Regions from separate parts of the Hordeum vulgare genome. Here region 1 is linked to region 2. The links are chromatin contacts, called in public Hi-C maps. All regions are on one chromosome and are shown on one strand. Each heading gives the region's core, a stretch centred on a gene start, on an enhancer-like site or on the middle of the called end of the contact. The rest is flanking DNA. Distances are from core to core; before and after follow the strand shown.

Region 1 (4,685 bases), core at 1,775-4,274, 350 kb before region 2:
CGCTGCAGATAGGAAGGGGAGCCACTAGTTAGCGAGCGCTCCTTCGGGAGTCTCCGAGAGAGCACTCCCGCGTATCGCCACTTGGCACATTCTCAACCACCGCCACGTGTCGCGTTGTGAGCGCTTCCTTCGGATTTCATTTTTTCGCAAGCGTTTTCGGCTTTTTAGATTGTTTTTTCCTGATTCTTTCGTGTTTCCGGTTTTAACTAGTCTCTCTTAGCTTTTTGACAAAATAATTCAATTTTTTCACAAAAAACGTGTTTTCTGTTTTTTTGCGAAGATACACGGTTTTGCTTGCGCGAGAGGCACGGTTTTGCCTTCGCAAGAGGCACAGTCGTGCCTCTCGGAAACGAAAAAAAACTCCCTTTCTGTTTTTTGGCGACATGCACGGTTTTGCTTCCGCGAGAGGCACGAGTTTCCTTCCCCGAGAGGCACGGTTTTGCCTTCGTGAGAGGCACGACGGTCGTGCCTCCCGGAAAGTAAAAAAAATTGTTTTCTGTTTTCTTTTCCATGAGAGGCACGCTTTTGCCTTTGTGAGAGACACACATGTGCCTCTCCAAAAGGAAAAAATGTGTTTTTTTCGCAAGAGGCACAATTTTGCTTCCTTGAGAGGCACGATTTTGCCTTCGTGAGAGGCACGACCGTGACTCTCGGAAAGAAAAAAAATGCAGAAACGCGTTTTTTGTTTTTTTATATCGCGAGAGTCATGGTTTTTTGGTCCGGTTTTTCATAAAAAAGTTGGTCAAAACCTATCAATATGGGATCTAGTTTTGAAGATCTCGACACGAGAAATCCAACGATGAAAACGGTTCAATATTTGGACGCACGGTTTAGGAGATAAAACGTTTTGAAAATACGAATCTATGAAAAAAGGAATAACTTCCAGGTTGCGACAAGTGGCACGCATGCAATGCACTACTTGTCGCAACCTTGGGAGGTGGGAGTGATCTTTGAAAGAAGTACTCCCTAATTAGTGATTTCGGATAGGCACCCTTGGTGGCGGGTGCAAGTCAACGGAGTTGTTGTGGCTCGTCTGCGAGGAGCGGGTGCATGAGGGGGCTAGTGACGGTAGATCCGGGCGAGGGGGGTCCATTTCCGGTGTCGAGGGGGCTCGTCGGTGCTTGGTCCACGAGATCTGACTAAGTACAACTCGGGTGCGGCCTCTTTCATGGCGGCTTCCTGCTGAACCAAAGAGACACAGAGATCAGGGCGAGGGTGAGAAGAATAAGGAGGTCGTCGTCGAGGTTCGATGCGGGTCGTCAGTGACGGCCTGATCGCCGGAGTGACGGGGTTAGGCGAGACCATCGGGCAGGGGCGGGCAGAGGAGCGCGACAACTCGAGCTGCAGATCGGGAGCTGCGGGCGACGGGGGAGTTGCGACGTGGCTGCGGGCTCATGGGCAGTTGCGGTGGTGGTTCGGGCCCGGGAGGGCCAGATATGGGCCCCGCAACCCTAGCATGAGGTGGGAGCTTCGGAGGTGGGAGCATACCCAAAATCACTAATTAGGGAGTACTACTTTCAAATGTCACTCATCACTCCCGGTTGCGATAAATGGCACACTGCATGTGTGCCACTTGTCGCAACCCGGGAATCTCCCTTTTTTTGTAGATTCGTATTTTTAAAACATTTTATCTCCTAAACCATGTGTCCAAATCTCGAACCGTTTTCACCGTTGAATTTCTTGCGTCGAGATCTTCAAAAATAGATCCCACGTTGATAGGTTTTGATGAAAAAAATTCATGAAAAAACCGGACCAAAAAAAGTGCCTCTCGCGATAGGAAAAGAACTAAAAACACGTATTCTGCGTTTTCTCCTTTCCGTGAGGCACGGGCGTGCCTCTCACGAAAGCAAAATCGTGCCTCTTGCGAAAGCAAAACCGTGCCTCTCACAAAAAATACGTTTTTGCCTTTCCGAGTGGCACGGGCGTGCCTCTCACGAAGGCAAAAACGTGCCTCTCGCGAAAAAACATGTTTCCCCTTTCCGAGAGCGCGTGCCTCTCACGAAGGTAAGAACCGTGCCTCTCGCGGAAGGAAAAGCGTGCCCCTCATGGAAAAAAATAGAAAATACATTTTTTTATGACCATTTCGTGAATAAATTAAATTATTCCTCACCCGAGGTAATTTTACGACCATTTCGTGAATAAATTAAATTTAAAATGCAAATAGATACGTTTATATTGATTCATTACGAAAAATTAGACATAAGAAAACAAAAATATAGGCCATAAGACCAGAAAAATCACATTTTATGTATAATTTGCACTACATTTTTATGTTTGTAATTTTACGTGAAATAAAATATTTTTTACGATGACTATGTATTTTTTTTACGATCTTTTTTTCCGTATGAGATAAGATTAAAATTTCAGAAACGTAAATTTACGGTGTATCGATATAAAAATAAAGATGGGTGAAAAATAAATATTTTTCACCTAAGATGACGAATAGCGCGACCCTGAAACTCTATTCATAAAAAGTGCCCAGTCTCTAGTCCAGACACGTTCCAAGATGAGCTGCATGGCTATATTTAGATCGTCTCATGTCTCGTTCATGACGGGCTGCATGCCCTAACACAGTCTATTTAGATCGTGCTTGGTTAACCCGATCTATTTGGTCAGCTATAGGTGAGAGGTGGCGGGTGGAGGCGGGGATCCCTAGGTGGTCTAGTTTTTCTGAAAATGAACGTGGAGACGTCCATTTATTGGCAAGGATGAGCAGCGATGAGCACCGGACCGGAGGAAGTAGCATAAAATAAAATAAAAATCACAAGGATTGATTTTCAATTATTTTGTTTTCAAACTTTCTTGGTCAAAGTCCCGACCCTCAAACAAAACTCCCTTCGTCCCACGTGTCGCGGTCGGGCCGCGCTCGCAGCACCGACCCACGGGAGCACCCACACCGGATCACGTGGCCCGCAAAATTAACCGCGATCTGAGTTTATTAACCACCGCCAAATTTACCGTACTACCCCTCCCCTGCTCCTCCACTGATATTTTTCTCTGGACGGCCAGCGGGTACTGTTCACACTCCACAGTGCTCCGTACTGATCTACTGATGCTGGCGGCAGCGGCGCCGCTCCAAGTCCAAACCCTAACCCTAGCACTCTCCGACTCGATCCGAGGCCACGAGGCTCCCCGCGGCGGCGATGGAGGAGCTTAGGCTCGGCAGCGGCGGCGGCGGCGGCGGCAGGGGTAAGCCGCCGATCCCGTCGTCAGCCTCGGCGAGGAAGCCGGTGCTGTCACGGCACGCATCCTTTGTAAGTAACAACGCCTCAGCATCTCGAATCTCGGCGCGCTTAGCTTGGTTGCTCGTGTGAACTGTGCCGAAAGCGAGAGCTTTACGTTGCGCCCCGCCTGATTCCTGCTCAATGTTTGCTGTGCGGCGCGATTCCTTCGCTTCAAGGTGAGCTGTTTGCGCTGAGGAGCTAGAGCTTGCACCGTTATGATGGAAACTTCTGCTGTGCATCTTGGAGGTGGGGAGAGAGGGGAATGCATCTTTTTTCTGTAATTTGCTTGGTGGTACATACATGTTGTACTAGAGTACTAGCAACCTGCAGTGGCCAATGGGTTGTTTAGATCCGTGCGGTTAATGTGGATGCAGGTTATCGGGAGACTAGAAGGCCGTATTAGATGCTTGATGCTTGTACTCAGGTTGTCTTTCGAAAAGTCTGCGTTGGGTCCTATGAAATCATTGACTGCATCAACTGGATGTAGTACTAGATATGCAGAGTGTTCAGAATGTTCGTGTAAACTAGAAAGCCGTTTTAGATGCGTATGGTCAGGTGGTATTTTGAAAAGACTGTCTTGGTTCTGTGAAATGATTGATGTGCAGAGTTTTCAGAATGTTCGTGTTAACTAGATTAGTCCCATGTGCTGCCGTGGTATTTTTATGGGATGTTGGGCGATGTAGCTTTGTGAACATGATACATTATTCATCTCGAAGGGCGTATCTTCCTGGAAAAGTTGCAATCTGGTAATCTGGAAATTATGTGTCATGGAAGTCTCTTAACTTTTTGTGTACTTGCCATGCCCTGTTCTGACCTCATGTCCTCTGAACATTATTCAAACAAGTTAGTGCTAGAGAAGGTATTCTCGTGCTTCTTTGAAATAGTAATTGGCAAACTGCAGTGTGAAAACTCCTAAAGCCTCTTTTCATGTTTTAAGGAATTTGCAAAACGGTAATGTGACTTAATCTCATCACCATGTTCCCTTTTTTTGGTTCTCATCTTATTTCTCTACGACGGCTTTGGTTTGGGTTATTGAAAAATTGAAGTCCCTAGTTCTGTCAGATTGAACATTGCTTTCTTGATAGAGGCGAAAACAAAGGTGGTGTATGCATCATGTTTAGCTTTCCTTCTCGATGTTACAGTACAAACAGATATATTTGTCTTTCTACTAATCTATAGCATGTACGAGCTGAGACCAGAACATCACTGCTTGGAAGGAATTTTTAGAAGCAAAACATTGTACTATGATAGGGAAGGGGATTGGTCCTTCACGTACTCTTATGATAGAGAAAATATTATCAGGTCTCACTGGTTTCACATGGTACTATGATAGGGAAGGGGATTGGTCCTTCCACAACTCTTATGCTTATTTGATGATGTAGTGTAGTGGGGTTTATGTTTTGCTTGGTGGGATCAACCTTATCAGCAAGGTTCTGGAGTAAAGAGCTAGCCATAGCTGTT
Region 2 (4,943 bases), core at 1,064-3,563:
GAAGAGATTAAATTTTCGATTTCGTAGTCCGGAGTATAATCGTAAGAATTTGCCTAAGGGGATGCGGTATATTGAAGAAGAGGAAGACGAGGAAGAGGAAGAGGAGGAAGATATAGAAGAGGAAGAGGCAGAGGGAGAAGAGGAGTCTATCAAAGAAGAGGAGGAGGAAGTGCCTACGAGAAAGGGCAAAACCACGAAGAGAGGAAGAAGGAAGTGAAGTGAAGTGCACTTGATATGCTATCTTTAATTTGTGAACCTGTCGTGAAGTGAACTTGTCGTGTAGTGAACACCTATGTTATCTTGAATTCTTGAAGTTGTCATGTAGTGAACACCTTGTGTTATCTTAAATTCGTAAACATGTCATGAAATGAAATGAAGTGCACCTGTTATGTTAACTTTAATTTGTGTACTTGTTATGAATGATAAAGATTACATAGTTGGAATGATAAAGATTGCATAGTTCAAATGATAAAGATTACATAGTTGGAATGATAAAGATTGCATAGTTGAAATGATAAAGATTGCATAGTTCAAATGATAAAGATTACATATTTGAAATGATAAAGATTGCATAGTTCAAATGATAAAGATTGCATAGTTCAAATGATAAAGATTACATAACAGGCTGATGGATACATGTCATTGTAGTTCCAAATGACAAAGATTACATAGGCTAATTGTCGTTAGGTCCAGAATTGCAGCAAATGACATCATTTTTTTCTTTGACCCATGCCCGATGAGAAGCCTGCTTCGGCAGTGGCGAAAAAGATTGCCTCACTAACCAATCAATGACCTGGCCATGGTTATGAATGTTAAACTGTTGATGTTCTTCCCTTGTTGCACACAATGCAACTTGCATTGCAAGATCACGCCGATAATCTTTTTCCCTCTTCTTCAGCTTCTTGATCTCGCTCTTTTTTTATCGATTATTCTTTTGACAACGTCTTTAGTGAACAGTAGTTTGAAAAGGCTCTACACGCCGCATTCAACGCATCAACGACTGCCACCCAGTAGGTCATTTTTTTCTCAATAAATTCGCGTTCACGCTTCGTCGCCGCCTCAGCAGAAGCCTCAACGTAAATGAACGGTCTCATCCTGTATTTCAAAAAATGACTACTCAATATACACTAACTACTCAATACACACTAAATTTAGTTAGGGTTTCTCTAAGATGTAAAAAAATGTAAGATGTACAAAATGTATCATAATAAGGATGTTCAACAAAAAAAATTGAATGAATCGGAGAAGAATACTACAAGGAACAATGTTTATGGACATATTTATGTTAGGGAATCACCTTCTTGCTCGGATTCGATGGGGTCTTGAGGGGAAGGAGATAGGAGGAGAGCAGAAATGAAGCAACAATGGTAGGGAAAAGTGAGTGTGGTGGGACCCACACCAATAGTCCTCCACATAGTCTAGTTGGGTTCAGGAGCCGGACGACATGGACCCTGGCGTCTGGGTGCGCACAAAAGAAACCAGCAGGTTTGCACTAAATTGGACATATGAGACGCCAGAGACCCTCGCGTCTGGGTGCGCACAACAGACACCAGTAGGTTTGCACTAAATTGGACTTATGACACGTCAGGGACCCTGACGTGTGGTCCTGGGCCAGACGTCAGGGACCCTGACGTCTGGTCCTGGGCCAGCCGCCAGGGACCCTGACGTCTGACCCCTTCGCCACGTCATCTGGTCAACGGCAGGCTGATCGACTGGGCCCAGCTAGACGTCAGGGACCCTGGCGTCTCCAGTGCAACCGAGACGACAGAGACGTTGGCGTCACGTAAAGAGGTCAATTTTAAACGTATTTTTAAACTAGGATCAGATATACGTTTTCTTTGCATTAAAGGTTAGAATTTTTTTTTTGACCTCGAGGTCACAGGCCGGCGATCGAATGGTTGCCCAACAGCAACACATATCTGTCCGGGTAAAAAAGAAAAAAACATTCGCAATTGTCTCCCGTATCTTCACCGTGTGTAGAAACGGTAAACTGACCGTACGTACGTACGTTCACCAAAGCCCAAAGGCCTTGCCTAAAGACGAGAGCGAAAAGAGAGAGAGAGAGAGAGAGCGAAACAGATTAATTTGGCAGGGCAGGGGTAAAAAGAGGCGGCCGGTCCGGTGTGCGTGAAAAGACGGCCGCCGCTTTGTGCTGTGCGTGCGCGAGCACTGCACTGGCGTCGGAGGGAGCTCCGCTTTAGTTTGGGCTAGGCCAGGCTGCGTGCGTTGCATGGCCCCGGCTTTGCTTTTTAGTTTTGCTTTTCCCCGGCTTTATATAAGCTCGCCACTCCTCGGGCGCTCCATGCCACCTTTGGACGAGATCTTGGCCTGCTGCTTATCCTCTGCTTACTTAGCCGTTGCTACCACGACTAGTACCGCTCTTGCCAAGGGAGGAAGCTTGGATAGCTAGGCGCCGTTGGGATTTCGAGCACGCTTCCCTCAGGCTTCTCTCATCAGGCTCAGGTACGCTATCTTCCGGTGGCTGCTGCTCACATCTTCTGATCTTACTTTACGTCTTATTGTGTGTACGCTCCTTCAAGCTATAATGTACTGTGCTGTACTACACCAGATACTGGTAGTAGAGAGTGGCGTAGCCAGCAAAGATCCATAGTGGAGTGGCACTGTGCATGGTACACTGATCTGCAGCTGCACATTCATTCATCCATTCATCCAGCATGCATCCGCGCACATCACATTTTGCCGGGGATTCGCTTGGACGCTGGTTGATTTCCGTCGGGCCCCTTGCGTTCCCTTCCTTTTGATGCCTTGCGGTCTCGGCCGGGTCCGTCGGCGGCGCTTTTGAGGCGGAGCGATCGAGCGCGTCCGGCCGCATGCATGCATGCATGGCCTGCAACAGCAAGAGAGGGGAAACCGGCTTTGCCGTCGCCGCCTAGCTGCGCGGCCATGGCGTGAAGCCAAAACGCACAGAGCTTTGCACTGTGGAGATCCCAGTCACACATCACCGCCATGTACGCTCGCAGTCGCACGTCTCTTCTGCATGCTCTCTCTCTCCCTCTCTCTCTTCAGTCTCTCTTTCTCTCTCTCTCTCTGTGCCGGCCGGCCATTAAATGGATGCATGCATGCATGCGATTGCGAGCCTCTTCTTCAAACTTGGGTAGAACAACTCATGATTGCGTCGCTTGTAGGCATCCTGCTCGTCGTCTTCTCCGGCCTGCCCTTCTACTTCTTGCCTCCGCGATAGGGCACCCTAGGCTGATTCTCTAGTCCTTTCGCTTCCACATGGAAGCAGTCTTCATCTACTTGTCCTGCCATGATAACACACCGTACCATCGACGAAAAATAATCTTCGAGCCTGGCATGTTACATGTGGCTAGCTAGCTACTGAGTGGACACCACGTAGGATAATGAGTGGACGCCGTATCTCTCATTATTTGTTCTAGTACTACTACCACTTATACTTTCTTCAGTTTACCAACTCCAGCTCACGTGAGGTCATTTTTTCGTTTTGCTGCAAAAACAACGCAAGTTTACGGGGGGCGAGTGGGCGACAGCATAGATGAACAGCATCTATCACCGTTTAGAAAGAAAGATAAATGAAGTGTTAAAGCAAACAAGTCTCTTCCATCTCACTTTTATCGACGACGGCAGTAAAAAAATAGAACATCTACTAACTTTCATGGGTCCGTGCCGAAAGCCTCTTTCGGCAGAGGCAGAGCATATGCCACCTTTTCTTTTCTTTTCACCCATCGACCAGGGGTAAAAAGGATACTCCTAGATAGATAGATAGATAGACGGGGTAGCCAGCAGGTCTGTAGAGTGACTCAGCGGGTGGCCCTGCACGTCGCCCGTCCATCCATCCGTCCGTCCGTCCGTGTGTAGGGAGGGAGGACGCCGGTGTCACCTCACCGGCGCGGTACGTTCGATCCGATGACTCCGGCAGGGAAGGGAAGAGGGCGGGGTGGCGGTGGCGCCCCGCCGGGCGACCGACGTGACGGGCGGATTTTACGTGCACGGGGCGTGCTGCCCGTACGGCCGCGGCAGGCAGGCGCGGCTGCCGGCCCCACCGCGTGCGTCAGCCACTCTGCTTGGCATCAAAGACGCGCGTGCCCGCTGCTCTGCCGCCGGGCTTGTGCGCGCCGCTGCTACACGCCTCCCACTTTTATGCGTGCAAGCTCGGTGTTCGTGGGGGTACCTTTTTACCCCAAACGGGGCGTTGCACCAGCGGGGTTTCATAAATTGAAAATAAAATATAACAAAGTTTACAAGCTCAATAAAAAATAAATTATCTACAAAATACACCTATTGATTGCCAACATGATTTCACATATGCTCAACCAAATTATCTTGCAAACTGAATATGGGTTTTTATATCATCAATTTCATGTTAAAATTGGGTGAACTGTGCAAACCATGCCGCTTCTCCGCCATGCTAAGGCACCACATTGTCACCCTGAAATTCAAACCCTTGATCGTGCACACGTTCTAGGCGCTCATCCTCTACGATCATATTGTGCATGATCACACAAATAGTCATCACTTGCCACAACATATTGGTGCTCTAAGTTCTAGCAGGATACCGAACTATGCCCCATCGAGATTGCAGAACAACGAAGGCACACTCGACATCCTTCCTTGCACTCTCTTGCTCTTGGGAAAATCTTTTCCTCTTCTCCAACAGGTTTGAAGATTATCCTCACAATAGTGGTCCACTGTCGATAGATTTCGTCAGCTAGATAGTATCATTTGTTCTAGTTGTGACAGTTAATGTTAACATTGACCGGCAGGCTGTTGCCTTCGGCAAGCTTTGCAAACACCGGCGATCGTTGAAGCACGTTGATATTATTGTGCGATCCGGTCATGCTAAAGAAACAATGTCAGATTCAGAGATCTTGAGAGGTCACGACCTCAAGTATGACAGTGCAAGCCTTGGCATGACCCTTGTAATGGCCTTACCAAGCAGAAGGCCAGTTATTTCATACCCA

The links. A called contact is a pair of places that touch in the nucleus more often than the background predicts.
Region 1: a contact with region 2 is called in a Hi-C map of leaf, with 3 times the contacts expected there. The contact joins the promoter of LOC123409742 here to the promoter of LOC123413304 in region 2. A contact is called at or near these places in 5 of 6 Hi-C or Micro-C datasets (leaf, seedling and an unstated tissue) and 1 of 1 datasets of contacts at active chromatin or transcription factors (embryo).

Annotation. Positions count from the first base shown.
Region 1 is chr7H:493,508,710-493,513,394 of MorexV3_pseudomolecules_assembly, reverse strand. It overlaps LOC123409742 (probable protein phosphatase 2C 57), which reads left to right and starts at 3,024. Exons shown (of 4, transcript XM_045102603.1): 1 at 3,024-3,254. The coding sequence starts at 3,144.
Region 2 is chr7H:493,156,548-493,161,490 of MorexV3_pseudomolecules_assembly, reverse strand. LOC123413304 (protein argonaute PNH1) reads left to right here and starts at 2,313. Exons shown (of 23, transcript XM_045106247.1): 1 at 2,313-2,463.